2 separate regions of the Mus musculus genome follow, and region 1 is linked to region 2. The links are chromatin contacts, called in public promoter capture Hi-C maps. All regions are on one chromosome and are shown on one strand. Each heading gives the region's core, a stretch centred on a gene start, on an enhancer-like site or on the middle of the called end of the contact. The rest is flanking DNA. Distances are from core to core; before and after follow the strand shown.

Region 1 (2,746 bases), core at 148-2,647, 99 kb before region 2:
AGCACAACTTTCACAACAGACACAGAATCACATGGATATTGGGTAACTAAGAAATCTGACTTTTATCTAGAAAAGACTCAATGTCCACAAAGCAGCTTTCGCAGGAATGCACCCTACTAGAGAGTGACCTACTATAGCAGTGCCTGCTAGAGCCACATCATATCTCACATCATATTTCTCATATCTCAGACCCGAGGAAGCCTGCAGGAGCCCGTTTCCATGAGGCGTGATCACCATCATCATAAGACACACTGAAGAGGAACTGCTGTCCTCCCAGGCAAGCTCACTGTCTTCATGCCCTCGCTCTCGGCCTCCTCGACCACACAGCCACGCATCTGCATAGCCACGGTTGCTACCTAGCAAGCCTTGCCTTTGACAAACATTATCCTGTTTTAAAGTCTATTTCTGAACACTGAAAAAAAGCCCTGAATTCCCATATAAATTGTTTCTGTGATTTAATCAACTACCATCTGTTCTGTGAATTCATCAGGCTGAAGCTGTAAATACCCAGGAGAACAAAGGATGGACAGCTGCGGTATTTTAAAGAGCACTGAAATCTCTCTAAAAATTACAAGTGTAACCCAGGAGGTGGTGAGGCCTGCCTTTAATCCAGCACTCGGGAGGTAGGCAGAGGCAGCATCGCTGGGAGTTCAGGCTTAGTGGTGGCGCTCTAACCCTAGAACCTGAGTCAGAGGCAGGCATCCCTCTGAGATCAAGGCCAACCTGGCCAATACAGCAAGCTTCAGACCAGCCAGGGATACATAGTGAGGGAGGGAGGGAGAGTGAGTGTGTATGTGTGAGTGAGTGTGGGTGAGTGTGATAGTGAGTGAGCGAGTATGAGTGTGTGAATGTATGAGTGTGAGAATAAGTGAGAGTGTAGGTGAGTGTGGATGAGTGTGAGAGTGTGAGTGTGATAGTGAGTGTAAATATGAGTGTGTGAGTGTGGGAGTGAATGAGTGAGTGTGGGTACGTGAGAGTGTGCATGAGTGAGTGTGTGAGTGTATGAGTGAGTATGTGAGTATGTGTATGAGTGAAAGTGTAAGAGTGAGTACATGAGTGACTCAGCTAAGGGGAAAAGGCCTTGCCTAGCATGTGTAAGGCCCTATGTTCAATACTTTATAGAATCCCTGTCTTAAACACACACATGCACACACACACACACACACACACACACACACGGAAAAAGAAACAAGGTATAATTGTAAGCTAAGTGTGCTGTGCACACCTGTCTTCCCAGCACCCAGAAGGCTGAGGTAGGAGGGACTCCAAGTAAGTACCAGGACAACTTGGGCTACACACGGAGACTCAAAACAAACAAGGCTGTGGACACAGTTCAGTCATACAGCAGTTGCCTAACATGCACAAAGCAGAGGTCAATCTCTACCACACACTGTGTGCACACACTTGTGTGCGTGAACACACACAACAACAACACCCTCCCGTGAACTCCTCCCCCAGTGCCCAGGGCAGGTGTGGGACTCGGAGTTGTGGACATTGTGTCTGGCGCAGGACTCACATACATACAGACCTAGAAATACTGTCTCAGGAAAGAGCCCCCTGCAGCTTCACTCGAGAGCAGGTAAGTCTGCAAGCCGCCAGCCACCAAGCGGAACAGGCCCTCTGGACAAGCATGCAGGACTGGAGCGAAGTAAGAGTGCAGTCCAGAGTGCTGACAGGACAGGCATGGGCAGGAAGGCCCAGGCCTCTGCTGCAGTTTAGGACCACTGCCCAACAAGGCTCAGCAGTCACAGTGGATGCTGACTGGCTGTGCTGGCACGAGACCGCTGCTAGACAGAGAGAGGATGTCACCCTTCACTGTGGCCACTGACATTTCACACAAAGTTCAGTCAGGACCCTGGCTCCTCCAAACTACTGCAGCTAAGAAAATCCTAGAGCCAATCAACCCAAGCCCCAGGACAGGCTGGATCAAAGTCCTAAGCAATGATTTACAAAGCCGCATAGTGACAGTATGTGATAGGCCTGGTCTGCTGAACCCTCTTAATCCGCTCCAGAGACACCAGTCCACCACAGGAGCTGACACTCGCACACTGCCCACAACCCTGGGTAGGAAGCAGTGGCCACAGGAGCTGACACTCACACTGCCCACAACCCTGGGTAGGAAGCAGTGGTGAAGACCTCCGGGGGGTGGGGGGCTGAAGGAGCAGGGCCGACACAGACCTCTGACACAGTCTGTATCATACACAAGCAGGTAGTTCTAAGTCAAAAAGTCGGGAGCCCTGTCAGGTGGCGGTGTGGAGACCAGCCCTAGTGCACCTGCTCTGAGCTGCTGTCTGAGCTGCACTTAGCGTCAGCTCCCGGCAAGGCACTCTAGCAGCCCCAGGGCAGCCTCCTGAGCGGTGTCAAGAGCACTGAGTTAGCAGGACATGGGGAGTTAGGAAAGTCAGTTAGTCAGCCATGCCCATGCTCATCCCCGGGTTACAGGAGACCAGAGTGTGGACAAGGTTTTTGCACGGCCAGGACACTCAATCAGCGTGCACACATGCTCTACAAGAGGCCAGTCAGCTTTCAGGGATTCCTAAAGAAAACTACTGCAAGCAACACAGCTTCCGAGTTAGCAGAAGTTAGGACTTACAGAAAGCTTCCCTGATGCTTAATTTGCGAAAAGTGGCGAGTCTAGCGTGAGACACGACAGCTAGCGAGTGCCGCTGGGGAGGCCGGCAGGTCCTGCCCGGTGCAGCCAGCGCGCTGTACTTACCCCATTCCACTCTACGCTCATACTCACTTC
Region 2 (2,753 bases), core at 123-2,622:
AGCCCCAGATGGAACATGCAGGCACTTTCTAAAGAGACAGGATGAGGGGGCGGGGGACTTTGAGACCTGATATCCCAGGGCAGAGCCTGGTAGCTCTGAGGGTGTGTGTTTTGTGGGCTGGGGCCTTGCAGGGTCTTGGTGGAGCTTCCATGGTAAAGGTCTGGTGACCAGACCTAGAAACTCAGAAACTGCCATAGGCAGGGATGACAGCCAGACAGCCACAGGATGAGGTGAGGCACAGACCATAACAGCGCCCTACACCTTTGTCTCAGGCAGGAGCCAGCAGGAGCCAGGAGTATTGGGGCTGCCTTGGTCTGGGCTTCTGGGCTCAGTCAGGTAGGGCTGTTGCTGAAATTCCTTCCCGAGGAGAGACTCAACATCGTCCCCTTCTCTTTCGGTCCTAATGACAGACAAATCACGCCACGACTCTGCCAAAGTTCACTCTAGGGAACCACGAAGTTTATCGGCTTCCTTACAGAACACGGGTGAGGGCCCCTTACAGGGATGTGAGCGCTCCTCTCCCAACAGGGTGTAACTGGAAAGCCTTTCCCAGCAGGAGCAAGGAGGCCCTCTCCCGCGTCCCTGATCTATATACTAAAGCCGCTCCTGAGGCCAATTAAGGCAGATGGCTACTCAGATAAGGGGCTCCTGATTCTCGCTGCCCTTCCAGGAGTAACAGTCAACAATCCCAGCTGGGGCAGTCATTTTGCAGGGTGCAGGGTGTGGCGGTTGCTTGTTTCTAAGGATAACCATGCACAGCCTGGCGTAGTGGCGTACGCCTTTAATCCCAGCACTCGGGAGGCAGAGGCAGGCAGATTTCTGAGTTTAAGGCCAGCCTGGTCTACAAAGTGAGTTCCAAGACAGCCAGATCTATACAGAGAAAACCTGTCTCAAAAAAACCCAAAACCAAACCAAACCAAAACAAAAAAAGGATAACCATGCACAACAGGGAGCCCCTGTGGAAGGCCTGATGGAGGCATGGGCCCACACACAGGTCAGATCCTGGACTCAGGGTGTCCTCCATGCTCCCCTCTCTGAGGGTGCAGACGCAGGAGTGCACGAGAAAGTCCAGAGTGGCTAGACACAAAGGCAGAAGTCGAGGTAGTGGGTAGGGCAAGTTGGTCACCCCCAGACAGGCTGCAAGAGTCCTGGTGAGGGGCTGGCCAGTGGCCACATTTAGCATTGAAGGGCCCACAGCCAGTTGCCTGATTTCCTGCAGAATCCATAGCAGAAGCAGGAAGGCAGGGACAAGGAGACACTGGTGCTCCATCTCCCTCCCCAAATGTCCGTCCCCTTCCTTGTTGCCTAGTGCCCTGAATGTCCACTGCTCCTGTAACTTAGCAACGAGCCTCTGTCGCCCCCACTGTCTCCACCCCACAGCTGGCCCTACCACCCACAATGGGTGCCTGCATTCCTCAGCAAGGCCAGGACCTCAGCAGGCCCAGGCTTTCTGAAGAAGCCAGATTGGGGGAGGATGCTTATTTACCCCGTGTGTGTGTGTGTGTGTGTGTGTGTGTGTGTGTGTGTGTGTGTGTGTGTGTGTGTGCTGTAGCTCAGAGTGGCCAGTGATCAGTGTGACAAGAGGCTGACCCAGCAGGCTGCCAGGCCCTTGCTTCCCACCAGGGGTTGGCTCCTTGCACAGTACTACTTCCTGTGGTAACTGCACACAGTCTTCAGAAATCTCACCACATTCCTGCTTCCCCGTGACCCCATTGACACCCTCACTCTGGGCAAACACAACACTGAAACAGGATGTGGCTGCATAGATGCCTTAAAGTGGGGTTGAGAGAGACTGCCAAGTGCCAAATTAGTCTGACAGGTACACGGGCTGGTCAGGATGCTCAGAGAAAGGCAGGGGATGGGAGAGTTCCCCAGTGCACAAATCAGAATGCAGAAAGTGGGCTTCTGGCAGGGCACAGCTCTTGCCTGCATTCAGTGCTCAGAGGCAGAGAAGACTGTAGGTTCCAGCCAGTCTAGTCTCCATAGGGAGCCCCCCCACATAAACACATTCTTTCAGGAGGGACAGACCAGACCTGAAGTTGGCAGATGGGCCACAGAGGTTCTAAGAGGGACCAGAGCCTCCAGCATTGACCAGAGAGGCCAATGTGGGTGAAGGGTAGCTCCAGGTCCCTTCTGCAGGCTCTACTCTGCAAGGCTAGGATGCTTTGATGTTTGATCCTGACTTACTTGGAGGAGAGGAAGATGGATGAACATGGTGACCTGTGCTGGGGACAGGGCCACCCCAAGCTTTGCTGTGGTCCCAGTGATGAAGGACTGGAGATCCTGGAGTTCACCAACTAGAGGGACTCCTGATGAGAGTGAGGCTTGGAGCAGGGATTGCTGGGAGTGATTACCACACAGGAGCCACAGGGGAGGGAAGCGCCTAAGGAGCTGCTCTTGCCTTCCCAGACCTGCCCAGCATCAGGTCAGGGCCTGGCTTGCTATGTCTCTACCAACCCCCATGTCACCCTGCACCCAGGTTATTCTGAGGCAACCCTCAGCCACTATATCCTCCCACAAACACCATAAGCACCCTGAGAAAGTTGGCTTTCAACACTCAGGAATCAATCTACTTCAGGTTGGGCAGCGGCGGTGGCAGCTGTGGCGCACACCTTTAATCCCAGCGATTAGGAGGCAGAGGCAAAACAAAACAAAACAATTAATTTCAAGTTTCCCGGTAGATGCCTTATGAAAGAAAGCACGTGGACACAACATGGTGGAGAATATTATTTGGGAGGCAGAGTCCTGAGGGT

Evidence for each region. Capture Hi-C pulls out chosen DNA fragments and counts their contacts.
Region 1: a promoter capture Hi-C map of liver shows a contact between it and region 2. The contact joins two enhancer-like sites. A contact is called at or near these places in 11 of 39 promoter capture datasets (the 3T3-L1 cell line, cranial neural crest, embryonic stem cells and 7 more), 1 of 115 datasets of contacts at active chromatin or transcription factors (trophoblast stem cells) and 3 of 9 other capture datasets (adipose tissue, liver and pancreatic islet).

The regions. Positions count from the first base shown.
Region 1 is chr12:111,789,457-111,792,202 of GRCm38.p6, reverse strand. It overlaps Klc1 (kinesin light chain 1), which reads right to left. Exons shown (of 16, transcript NM_001025360.2): 13 at 2,717-2,746. Among named protein-coding and RNA genes, the nearest start is that of Xrcc3, 23 kb to the left of the region's middle. Within about 2 kb of position 1,397, at least 24 of the 459 cell types and tissues checked have an H3K27ac peak or open chromatin away from gene starts, as enhancers often do. A contact at or near this core is called in liver, where this site is marked.
Region 2 is chr12:111,690,375-111,693,127 of GRCm38.p6, reverse strand. No RefSeq gene overlaps it. Among named protein-coding and RNA genes, the nearest start is that of Gm51961, 3.0 kb to the left of the region's middle. RefSeq lists an enhancer at 1-1,157. Within about 2 kb of position 1,372, at least 131 of the 459 cell types and tissues checked have an H3K27ac peak or open chromatin away from gene starts, as enhancers often do. A contact at or near this core is called in liver, where this site is marked.